Linked DNA regions of Macaca mulatta: region 1 is linked to region 2. Evidence: chromatin contacts called from public Hi-C data. All regions are on one chromosome and are shown on one strand. Each heading gives the region's core, a stretch centred on a gene start, on an enhancer-like site or on the middle of the called end of the contact. The rest is flanking DNA. Distances are from core to core; before and after follow the strand shown.

Region 1 (6,468 bases), core at 3,404-5,903, 190 kb after region 2:
ACCCTAGTAAACTAAAAGAAGTGTCAATTCATATTAGGTGTAGAGAAAGAAAGTATACATTGAAGGGAGAGCCAAAGAAAAAGATAGTTAATGTCATCAAACTATGTTATTTTACTTTAGAATCAGTAATATATGCACACATTACAAAATGTCATATATTTTAATAAATAGCTACTATTTTTATTTACTGCATGTTTGAAACACATTTTCTTTTACCCTAGTATAGAACATTTTCATGGTGAAAATATCAATGTAAATAGAAAGCAGCTGAATCATGGCTAAGTTGGTGGCTACTTTTGTATTTTGAAAGCAATCTATTTTATCTCTAAATAATCCTTTTATTGTGTCTGAAATTATGCAGTTAGAAATTTATTACATTTGATCTCTTTAACTTGAAGATTTTTATCTTCATTGATTCATTTTTAGGGCTTTATATAAAAGTGAAATTTAGGCTGGGCATGGTGGCTAACGCCTGTAATCTCAGCACTTTGGGAGGCTGAGACAGGCGGATCACCTCAGGTCAGGAGTTCAAGACCAGCCTGGCCAACATGGTGAAACCCCGTCTCTACTAAAAATACAAAAAAAAATTAGCTGGGTGTGGTGGCAGTCACCTGCAATCCAAGCTACTAGGGGGGCTGAGGCAGGAGAATTGCTTGAACCCGGGAGACGGAAGTTGCAGTGAGCCGAGATCGTGCCATTGCACTCCAGCCTAGGGGACAAGAGCGAGACTTCGTCTCAAAAAAAAAAAAAAAAAAAAAAAAAAGTGAAATTTATAGGGGCAGAAAGAGGTATGTATGGAGGATAACTTCAGGGAGGCCATGAGAGCCTTATTTAATTTGACTCAGAAGCTGACCTTTGTGTGTAAACCTCTGAAAGGAAAATAAGAGGACCAAGGGAGAAAAGAGAGAGCTCAAATAGATAAACTTCACCTTTTCACCTTGGGCCCACCTTAAAAATATAGTGTTCTATGGGGAAAGGATTCCCCATTCAATAAATGGTGCTGGGAGAATTATGCAGAAGATTGAAACTGGTCCCTTTCCTTATGCCATATACAAAAATTAACTCAAGATGGACTAAAGACTTAAATGTAAAACCCGAAACTATACAAATCCTGGAAGACAACCAAAGCAATACCATTCAGGAAACAGGTACAGGCAAAGATTTCATGAAGAAGATGCCAAAAGCAATTGCAATGAAAGCAAAAGTTGACAATTGGGAGCTAATTAAACTAACGAGCTTGTGCAGAGCAAATGAAACTATCAACAGAGTAAATAGACAACCTACAGAATGGGAGAAAATTTTTGTAAACTATGCATCTGACAAATGTCTAATATCCAGCCTTTATAAAGAACTTAAATTTATAAGAAAAGAGCAACCCCATTACAAAGTGGGCAAAGGACATGAATAGACACTTCTCAAAAGAAGAAATACATGCAACCAACAATGATATGAGAAAGCTCAACGTCACTGATCACTAGAGAAATGCAAATCAAAACCACAAATGCAAATCAAAATCACATCACTCAAAATGGCTATTACTAAAAAGTAAAAAAAAAAAAATAACAGGTGCTGGTGAGGTTGCAGAGAAAAAGGAACATTTATACATTGTTGGTGGGAGTATAAATTAGTCCAACTATTGTGGAAGACAGTGTGGCAATTCCTCAAAGACCTAGAGACAGAAATACCATTTGACCGAGCAATCCCATTACTGGGTATATAACCAAAGGAATATAAATCATTCTATTATAAAGACACATGCATATGTATCTTCATTTACAGCATTATTCACAATAGCAAAGACATGGAATCTACCTAAACACCTATTAATGATAGACTGGATAAAGAAAACGTGGTACATATATACCACGTAATACTATACAGCCATAAAAAGAATGAGATCATGTCCTTTGCAGGGACATGGATAGAGCTGGAGGCCATTATCCTTAGCAAACTAACGCAGGAACAGAAAATCAAACACCGCATGTTCTCACTTATAAGTGGGAACTAAATGAAGAGAACACATGGACAAACAGAAGGTAAAAACACACACTGGCGGCTATGGGAGGGTGAAGGTGGATGAGGGAGAGGATCAAGAAAACTAACTAATAGGTACTAGGCTTAATACCTGGGTGATAAAATGATCTATACAACAAACCCCCATGACACCACAAGTTTACCTACGTAACAAGCCTGTACATACACCCTTGAACTTAAATAGAAGTTTAAAAAATAGAGCTTTTCAGTGGCCAAAATTTCCTATGTTGTTTTCCTTTTTAAAAAATCACTAGACCACACAAACAAACCTGTACAAAATTGTTTATAGTAGCTTTATTTGTAATAGCCTCAAACTGAAAACAACAAAATATTCCCCAATGGGTGAATGATTAGACTGTGGAACATCCATATATTGGAATACTACTCAGCAGTCAAAAGATCACACTTATTGATATAGATGACAATTTGGATAGAGTTCAAGGGAATTATGTAGAGTGAAAAAACCCTGTCCCTAAAGGTTACACACTGTACTCTTTCATTTATATAACATCCTCAAAATGATAAAATTACAAAGATGGAAGACAGATTAGTGGTTGCCAAGAGTTAGAGTTGTTATATGGGGAGGGAGGCAGGTGCATCTATAAAGGGGTAGTAAGAGGGAGATCTTTGTGGTGAGGTCTGTATTGTTTATAGTGATAGTTACATGGAATTACACACGATAAAATGAAACAGAGCTATATACAGACAATGTACCAATGTCAGATTCCTGGTTTTCTTACTGTACTATAATTACCACAAGATGTTACCATGGGGGAAATTGGGTGAAGGGTACATGAGACCACTCTGTATTATCTTTGCAACTTCCTGTGAATCTATAATTATTTCAAATAGAAAGTAAGATATAAAAAATCATTTGAGGGCTTTCATCATTAGAGAAATTCTTACTGGATTCAATGGAGGCAGTTTCTTTGGGATCCTTACTTTAATGACATGCTAGAGAAAAATGAAAAGTAGGTGAGAGACTGGAGAAGGCAGTAAGCCTTGCCGTGCAAATTTAGTGAGCCATATGAAATGTCAGAGAGCATATTGATTTTCACAAGACTAAAGGCCTTTAGAATAGAGGCTTCTAAAATAAATAATTCATTTATACAATGTCACCTAATGCATAGCTGTAGTTACAGGGTGACTCTTGATCATAGGGATGGAAAGGAAGTAGAGGCAGAAACTTTCAGATTCCCACAGTCCCCTCACATGGTTACAGAAAGGCCATAGTGAACTTCCTTCTCTCCTCTCCCTTCAGCTACAGTGCAACTTAGTTTCAGTTTAGTTTTTGATCTGGGGAACTTGAACCATCTCTAGGTAATTTCTAGTCCAGAGAACTTGTACTTGCACAATGTCCTTCTTGGGCAAAGTCCGAAGTTTGGCTGTAGCAAATTTGAATCCTTGTGCGGGTTCCCTTATTAGAGAACAAAGATTAAGAATGACTAGAAATCTTCCAGATGTTGAAAAAGACAATTGAAATTAATTTCTTCGTAGAGGGGCAGAAATAAACTCTAAAGAGTTAATTTACATAAGGCCAGTGTCCAGGTAGCAGGAGGAAGTAACTAACACAGTGCACGCTTTTCTTCTTTTGGTTTTCATCCAGTCCTTCCATAAACCACTTCTGTCTGGGCCTCTATTTCCTTATATGCAATAACAGCTAATTGTGGTATCTCCTGTGTTTTCTGGCATTATCTTAAATTTGGTTTCATATCTGTTCCTTTTGAAGTGAGAGTGGAACTGCCACGTGGAAATACTAAGGTTGTAGTAAGTACCTCAGCAACGGAAGGAAGTCAGAACTAGAGATTTAGACATTTAGAACTTGAGTGGCAGTATACAGTAATACTTTGGAGCCACATTTCTTGGGTCCAAACCCTGGTTCTCTAGCAAGTTATTTAACCTGCGTCTTAGTTTTTCATTTTGTGAAATGGAGATAAATGGGGATGAGAATAGTCTTACAGGATTTTGGGAGGATTAGTCAATAAGCCCTGCTGAACACTGTTTACTATTGCTAGTATACTAGTGTTTTCCACTTTTCTCTCCCTGATAGTTTGTATATAACAGGTGCGCAGATAAATATCGGCGACATGCCTCTAATTCCAAGAAATCGTTTGCCTTGGTTGACCCGCTAAATAATATTAAGAGCCTTTCTCTTTAAGAGAGCAGCAAATTACTTTTCATTAATATCATCAACATAATATTAGTCTTAGTTGAGAGATTCAGCGTGGCAGCATTTCACACAATCGAGCTTCCTTATTGATCATGTCATAAAAGCATTTCTATTTCGTAAGGACTCAGTTCACGTCATACACCCATCTGATGCTCCTTTTTCGTTAGTCTCCTTCTCCTAAGTGGGCTTATCTGTCTCCTGGTATCAGGAAGGCACTAACTTTTCCTTTGGATTGTTAGGGTAGCAAAGTGACTTTCAAATTCAGCGTTCTGGCTCCGTCTGCAGCCTGGGGAGGAGGAAATGGGGCGGGACGCCTTCGGATTCCTGGGCAGGGCTTGAGTGGCGTACCTCGAGGCGCCGGCGACGCTGGCGTGTGACGTTACTGCCTGACGCAGGCGCAGTGCCGCCCGGCCTCGGTTGGGTCCCCTCCCCTCCTCCTCCGCCCCCTTGGGTGTCGGTGGCTGCGGCCAGGGTCTGGACCGGGGCGGCGGGCCCGGGCGGCGGGGCTAGAGGGTGTGGGCACCGGCAGAGCTTCGTAGGCTGCATCCGGCTCGGTGCTGCTGCCGCCGCCGCCCCTGCTGCCGCCCAAGGCCCTCGGCGTTCCGGGCAGAGAGGCCAGAGGGATTTGGGGCTGCAGTGGCACACGCCCAGGTGAGGGGATGGGCCGGGCCAGGCGGGGTTGAGGTCGTCAGCCCGTTTTTCCAGTGTCTCTGGAACTCGATCAACCTGGTTGGAGTCCGAGAGCTTTGGCTTCGTCGTGGCTGCCTGCTGCGGCGGCCACTCTGTCATATTCCTTTGCCATCATTACCTGCAGGGCTGGCACCTATAGACCGGGGGTTGGAGGTCAGTGAGAAAGTCTGGAAGGGCCATGACAGTCGGATGGCTGGGGACTTTGATTCAGGAGCGGTTCCTGCGGGTGATGGTAAGGTGCTCCACTTGCTGGTGTGTGGACTCGGCGGGAAGGACCAGGACCGTGCACCCGCAGGCTCGGACTTCAGCCTTGCCAGCTGCACTGGGTTGTGGTAGACCCCATGCTGCTTAATATAGGGTCGGTTGACCGAGGGTGGGGAAACCTTGGAACAACCCCCGCTTTCTTCTCCAGGATTGATGTGTTTTGTATTCTGAATTGGTGCTTGCTGCACTGCACTCTGGAAGAGTACGTTTCAGCAGAATTTCCTATTGGTCAAAGGAAGGTGAAGAGAAGTTGATTTTCCTTCCGGAGAGTATTTGTTGTTGTCATTTTTTTACCTTCCTCTTGGCCTTAGTGTTGACGTTTGTTAAAGGTAAAAGTTCATGTAAATTTCCTCTTTAAGGAAATCATGGACTTTATAACAGTCTAAGCGCCTGTAAGTTTCAACCAGTTTAGTGGTTGCTGCTTTCACCCTGTGCATAGCAATGAACTTGTTTTATTCCAAGTTAAATATACAAAGTATAAAAATAGATGAATACCCAGAATACTTTGTTTTGTAACTCTTGAGTGGTACATATAATTATGTGCATATATTATCACATTTAATCATAACAATCCTATAATGTAAAGTCTACTATTCCCATTTTCTAGATGAAAGAACAGAATAGACCTACAAAGTAACATGTTCAAAGTCAGAGCTGTGTCTGAAACCAGGTAATCTGACTCGTTTGCAGTCCCTTAGTCAGTATGCCATACCAACTCCCAAGCACCCTGTGATTTTGCAGGATTTTCATTTGATAAAAAGTATGCCAGGAAGGACATTATGGCACTGTTTCTGCCAGCAAGGACCCAACAGTTTGATAGAAACTTTTTCAATGTCACATTTTGAGTATGTTTTAAACATAGGATTTGATCTCTAGGACCTTGGATTACCAAACTCATGCTCTTAAGTACAGTGGTTTTGGGACCTTTGGAAGGCTTTAATTTGGAAGTTGTAGTCTTATTTTATACTTAGGCGTATTTCTTGTTTGGAAACTTTAAACAAGGAAACGTAATATTGGACTAAAAGAGTTTCCTCCTGTTTGTGCATGATTAAGTAACCAAATCATATAATCCGAAATAGTTATGCTGCCCATAAAGCCAGAATACCTTGTATAATTGGTTAAAATGCCATTCTTTCCAGGTTTAAGATGAAACGCTGCAGAAAGGCCTTCTGAAGAAAAGGAGAAGGAAAAACAGAACGTTGCAAACTCTGGAAATAAAAACGTGGGTAAGTATTTTTGGCTAAGTTTTAAAAAGGTCAAATTTTCAGTTAAAGCTCAGAGAAAAATCTTCTGACTTTCTTTTTTTTTTT
Region 2 (6,533 bases), core at 3,952-6,451:
AAATTCCTTAAGTCTAATGCCATGCTGTGCTGTTCTTAAAAATTAAACTGTAACTGTAAAGAAAGCTGCTTCTTTCTTAATAACACTAGTCAGTCTGGACTCAACGTTCAGACTCCTGTCCCTAAGATTCAGCAATCACTTGGAGAATCTGATTCCCTCCAGGGTTGGGAGGGAAGGAAGCGCTGCTTCCAGTCTAATGCCTGAGCCAACACACGCACTAAGCCAAGCCTGGAACATTTATACAAGACCAGTGAGTGCCACAGACACTAACATACAAAGTGTTTTAGGTAATCTGAGTTACAAGGCACTGTGGACTCATTTTTGGTTCCTTGATCATATAAAGGTGAGTATTAGAAGATCTAATATTGATTTGCCGGGGAAGCGTTAGAACATTACATCTCTGTGTACTAATTTCCTCATTTGCTAAGTGACAATGATTTTAAAAACTGCTTTAAAGAGGAGTGATTTAAGTGAATGAGTATAAACGACAGCATGAAGTAGTATATAAACACAAATTAACTGCTTTTATTGTGACTACTTTTTGGCAGCACTTCCTCTGAAGAAAAACTAAACAGAATTTTTTTCTAGAAATCTTTCTCTGTTAAAGATAACATTGCTGAAAAATCTAATGATTTTGTGCATGTATGCCAATACGTACAAGGACTGATTCTTCTAACAGTAGAGTCATAAGTTTTTCTCTTGATCTTTTCAGTTTTTGCCAAGTGTGCATCGATGTTTCTCTTTTCTTGCTGCTTTTTCTCCCAGCCCTCTAAACAAAAATTTTTTTCCCTCAAAATCTAGCTTGGACTCCCTTTCTCTCTTCACACTCCTTTGAGTAATCTCATGTAGTCACACAACTGTGTAACAATTCCCATCAGACAGCTTTAAACTTGTATTTCCTTTTCCCTGCTTAACACCTCTATCAGAAATATTTGATCATTCACTATTCCTTTAAAAAGAAAACAACAACAAAAGAACTATCTGAAAAATCAGATCCTCACCTTTGCTTTTTTCTTGTCAACAATGGCATCAACCATCTTGGTTATCTGGGTCAAAAATCACTAAATTGTCTCTGATCCTGCTTTCTCTTTAAAGCCCTCATGGATAGTGAGTTGCAAAATTTCATAGATTCTAGCTGGCTTTTTTTCCCCCCCAATTTCTCCCCTTTCTATTCCACCAACACTACACTATTACAGAGCCTAATCTCAGCCTGGAGAGTTACAGTCATCTCCTAATTTGTCTCTTCACTTTCTATTAATTGTCACTTCAATTCAGAGTGGGTTTGCTCAAATTACTGCTACTTTAAAACAATCAGTGGCTCCCTAGTGCCTCGTTCTGGCATATAGGATCCTCCACACTAATGCCTCAAACCAACATGTCCAGCTAAATATCACTGCTCCCCTACACATATCTATATTCCATCCAAACCCAACTTATATTCCTTAGACACGCCTGGCATTGTGGGGGAAGAGAGGACTTGAATTAAGTATTTACCTTGTCTCTGCTTCTTGTCCTATCTATCCTTCAAGGCCCATAAAGGTTTCCTTGATTTCCCCACAACCTAACGTTGTCCTTCTCTTCTTTGCACTTGACCCTTTGTAACTCTTTGTATGTTTTTTTTTTGAAAACGGAACTGATTTTACTATAACTTACAGCATAATTGCTCATGCCCAGTCTCATTCCCACCATTCCCTCATGAGATTTTAAAATTCTTGAGCGCAGGAAAGTTGTCATGCTCATCTTTGTGGCTTGCTGTACCTAGCCCACACTTTGCAAATATGCATGCTTGAGAAACACTTGAATTGAGACTCATGAAAACTGCCTTCCAATACCTTTTTTGGAATTCATCAGATATATTGAACTGAAACATTATTAAAAAATGAGGCCATCACTACAATGACATATTACTTGGTCCTAGGTTTGCAACCAACTGGGATGAAGGAAGTCTTGGTTTGAATCAGTGGTTGAATCAAGAGTTCTATCAACAGGTAAAAATAATCTTGTTAGTGATACAGCAGGTGACAGTTTTCCTACCAAGTCAGTCTATTTAAAATTTCCACATGGAATAGGGGAGCAGGGAGCAGTGAAACCAGCAACAGAATTACCCTGAGAAATTATCTTGGTAAAGGTGGGATTGTATCCTCAGCATCCTGCCGAATTTTAAATTCAGCTATGCTGTTTTGTCTACTGAAATGACCCTGGGTATCCTTCTCGGAATCCATCCTAAGGCTGTCGTGTTCACTTTTAAACAACAATAAACACTGTTTATTAAACAGTGGCCGTATTCTCCTCAAAGGTGGAATAAACAGCTGATCTCTGTTACAGAGACCAAGCTAGTCTCTGATGTTACCAAGTGACAAGCCTGAAAGAAACATGAAGAGCTTGCTGCCCCGCCTCTAGAAGAAAAGTTTTTAATGTATATCTCCTTAAAAATGACTGGGTCTTCTTCTTGACCTCTACAAAATAAGTACACCACAACATTTACTTGTTGAATTATGTAAAGTTAGCAAACATATACAAAAGATGTTCTATTAGCAGTGAGACAGCAAATCTACAATAGAATTTGCCCCAGGGCTTTGTGTAACTGGCCTCAAATTTCAGAAGCAAAGTGAATAATCTCTGCTCCACCCTACTTCCTCAGATAAGAGTTCAGGTGTCTAATGGAAGGATTTAAGGTTTTTAAAAAAAGAAGAATTTTATAAAGGAACCAAGAAACAGCTAGGTTATAAAAACTAATTTGGCAAAAGGAAAAATGGACAATGTTTTAAAACCTTAGGGAGACTGGGAAGTGAGCTGGTGGCGCTTTAATCCCAAAGGATGTACCTTCCCTCCATTTCCTGGGCCGTTTCCATTCCATGCTTATCTTCAGCAATAACTGAACCATATCCGGATGAGTCGCTCATTTAAAATCAGAACTCTTCCCTGAGGGATCTACTCCCAGCCATTGATTGTGTTCCTGTGTTCTACGGGTAGGTGCAGCCAGACCAGGCGCAGACTCCGCGTGGGCGAGGCAGCGCGCGATCATGGGGTGCAGGGGTCAACCCGGAGGTCTCGGCCTCGGGCGGTGGGCCGCTCGCCGGCAGCAGGGGGCGCTGCAGAACCTCTGTCCCCACCCTGGAGAACCACTTCCCCGGCTCAGCCGGTCTGCGCCGCCCGCCACCATCCGACCCCAAGTTCTCTACCTAGTTCTGAGCGTTCTTCCTAAAAAAGACAGTAAGCCCTGCGGCATTCCCAGTGTACGTGACAGGAAAAATACAGAGCATCTCACCCTGTGAAACCGATCACCCTCTTTTTATCTTCTCTGCGTCTCGCACTGATTAAAAGCTGTCTCCAAGATTGGAAATTAAGAAAAGTTGCTCTTTCTCATGCATTAGCGCGCCGACCGCTCCTTCGTTTAGAAAGAGAGAGAGGGGGAGAAAGAAAGAGAAAAAGAGAGCCCCCGTGCCGGGGCGCGAGCCACTCCGCCCGGGAACCGCGGCCAAAGTTACCACTAAAACGGTTCCCTGGCTGCCCGATGCCCACTTCTTCCCTCAGGGAACCCTATAGGGCTTCAGTTCCAGTTTCACCCCAACTGTGCCTGAACCACAGACAGACGAGGCGCCTGGACAAACCTTCAACCCACACCCTGTATCGCACTGTCCCCTCCCTACTCCCCACTTCTCTGCCCCCGCCCCCGACGTCCTAGAGCGTCGGAGGGGACCCAAGTTCCCAGCGTGGCTACATGCTGGGACACCCGGGAGAAGTTCGGGGTTCAAGTGCGCGCCTGGGTCTGTGCACATCTTTTAACCTTCCTCGGCCTCCCTAGGTAAGCTCAGGACCCCGGGGTCCGTCTTCCAAGGGGTGCCCAGCCCTGGCGGCAGTCGTGCGAGCTCCTGGGCTCTAGGGCAGGGAGTGGCTGTTCGCCAGGATGCCGGTCTGAAGTCAGAGTGCCCGCCTGCGGGCTGTTCCGTGCGCTTGAGCCGGGACAGAGCCCCCGCCACGCACTCGGCGGCCCCAGTCCCTCCACCGCGCGGGACCGAGGGGGCGAGCCTCCGGCCGAGGGCTGTCCCGTCCAAATCACCCCGAATCGAACTGCCCGGCCGTACCATGTGGGTCTCGGAGGTCCCGGGCACGTCGTGGAGCCGCCCGGCGCGCGCTTTCCCGCCCCCCGCCCGGCACCGCCCTCCGAGGCGCGGGCCGCGGCCGGGCCCGGTACTCACAGGTCCGGCCCGTGGGAGAAGGGCGGCGGGCAGTAGCCGTGCGACTCCCGCTGCGAGGGCGCAGAGCGCGGCTCCAGCCCCCCGTTGACGCCCCTCCAGCCCCGGCGGCGGCGCTGCGGCTCCGCTCCCTCGTCCTCGCCCTCCTCTTCCTCCTCCTCCGGCGCGGGGAAGGTCACCCTTGCTTGCTCCTTGCACTTCCTGACCTTGGTGGACATCGCGCCAGCTGCGGTCCGGGTGTGGGGGTACCAGCTGCCGGCCTCCTCCACCTTCGCGGCCGTGCGGTCTTCCCGGGGCGCCCCTTCCCCACCTCCCGCGGCTTCCGCGGCCCCGGGCGGCCCAGGGCGGGAAGGCAGGAGCGGAGAGCGGTGCGGCCAGCGATCGAGCAGTTAGAGGCTGGCGCCGAAGCCGAGCTGCCGCCGCCCACCATCAAAACGTGGGAGCAACCGCCGCGGCCGTGGCTGCGACGAGGAAGCCCGGGGCCGAGCGGGGCGCTGGTGCTGGGAGAGGCTCTCCAGCCCCGCGGCGGCGGCGATGCCTCCTCGGCGCCTGTCTCCTGTCTCCGACAGCATCACTTGCTAGGACAGCATCGTTACTCAGGGAGAAGGAGAGGGAGGGCGGGAGGGGGAAGAGGAGGGGGAGAATCAATTCCTTATCAGACAGAGCTGGAGAGGAAATCAGACAGACCGCAGGTGGGGAGTAAAGAAAGCAGAGAAACTTCCCCTCCCCACTCGCCTCTTTCTCTTCCAGAGGATCTAGGGCCCTTTTTGCATCTACAGAAACAAGTTTCCTAAGGAAGGGGAAAGGAAATCCACTGGCTTGTTAATTTTCCTGCAGCCAACTCTCCAAATTTGTTTCAAAAAGCATCACTTGTTCGTTGTGTTACGCCCAGTGAGACTTGGTTGAACCTACGGAGGTTTAAGTACATTGCCCTCAGTGCCTTCGTACTCCATCCAGCCTGGTAATGTTTTAAACGTGCCTGATGCTTCGGTTCTTTTAATGAATCTCAAAAGCATCTAATAAGATTTATATACTTTCCAAGGAAGATTTTTCAGCGACATGCAGTCTTCTTTTTAAAACACACGCAGAAAAATTGCATTTTGGAATTCAAGACCAGTCATTCTTTTGGGAGGAAAGAGTTACAGAATCTTAGCAGGAATCTTAGGAATCAAGGAGTCTATTGGTCCTTTTATGAATAAGAAAGCCTTGGCCTAGAGAGACTGAAAAAAGTACTTATGATAGGTGGGTAGTGAGAAAACTTAGATTAGATCCGGAAGAGTGTGTTCTCCCAGACTTTCTCTTGCTTCAAATAGACGGCTTTCCAGCAAGTCCAACTTGGAAAAATCACAAAAATACTGGACACGCTCTGATGAGATAAAATTTATTTAACTGTATCCAATTATACTGTACTTTTTAGAGGAACAGTTCTTCCCAAATTTAAGCAAAACACAAGAAAATGTGGCTTCTTTGAATTTAATTCTTAAAAAGTAAGTAAAATATTGTGTATTAAATTGGCAAGTCTATATGTTGAAAGAAGCAATCATTTATACATCTAATACAGGAAAAACAAAAACAAGTAAATATTGTATAGTGCGTTATGCCTGGAAGTGCTTTTCAGTTGTTAGTACATAAACAAGTGTTAACATTTTCACAATGTAGGTTAGCAGACCTGTTCAATTTCACCTCTGGACTATCTCTAAAGCAGGACTGCCCTTCTCCACCCGGTACCACCGCCTCAATTCAGGCTCCCCTGCTTCTCCCTGCTATCCAGCCTTTCTGCAGCCCACCTCTCCCCATACTGTTTCATTCTTTGTACTACTGGAAAGACCATGCTCAAAGCAAAATCTGATCACGACTTTTCTTTCTAAAAATCTCTGGTGGCTTCCCACTACTTTCAGGTTAAAATCCAAATTTTCAATCTCTCCTCCCACCTTCTTTCATACACATTCTAACTGCAGTTACCCCAAACTCTCAGTCATCAACTGACATGCTAGATACTTTCCCATTTCTCTGTGTTTGTCTATGGCATTCCTGTCACTGAAATGTCTCTCTTCATTCATTTGCCACACTTTGACTTTTCCTTAGAGAACTAGGTTAGCTGTGGCCTCCAGTGTGACAGCCCTCTTGGGTCCCAGTGGATTTCCCACAGGCTCTGGTCCTTACCCACACTATGTATACCACAGTCTTACCAGTGATCACACAATACTGAAATTCACTCTGTATGTGCCAGTTTCCTCTAAACTATGAATCCCTTGAGGGTGATGTGGGATCTTATTTATTTTGAGCTACTCAGGGGCTCATCTTTTTGTCCTTGCTATTTAGCTCAGTATCTGATAT

What was found. A called contact is a pair of places that touch in the nucleus more often than the background predicts.
Region 1: a contact with region 2 is called in a Hi-C map of fetal cortical plate, with 2.6 times the contacts expected there. The contact joins the promoter of BLTP1 here to the promoter of TRPC3 in region 2. A contact is called at or near these places in 2 of 14 Hi-C or Micro-C datasets (fetal cortex germinal zone and fetal cortical plate).

Annotation. Positions count from the first base shown.
Region 1 is chr5:130,964,921-130,971,388 of T2T-MMU8v2.0, forward strand. BLTP1 (bridge-like lipid transfer protein family member 1) reads left to right here and starts at 4,654. Exons shown (of 86, transcript XM_078002230.1): 1 at 4,654-4,855; 2 at 6,298-6,384.
Region 2 is chr5:130,772,499-130,779,031 of T2T-MMU8v2.0, forward strand. It overlaps TRPC3 (transient receptor potential cation channel subfamily C member 3), which reads right to left and starts at 5,202. Exons shown (of 12, transcript XM_002808420.4): 1 at 4,200-5,202. The coding sequence starts at 4,414.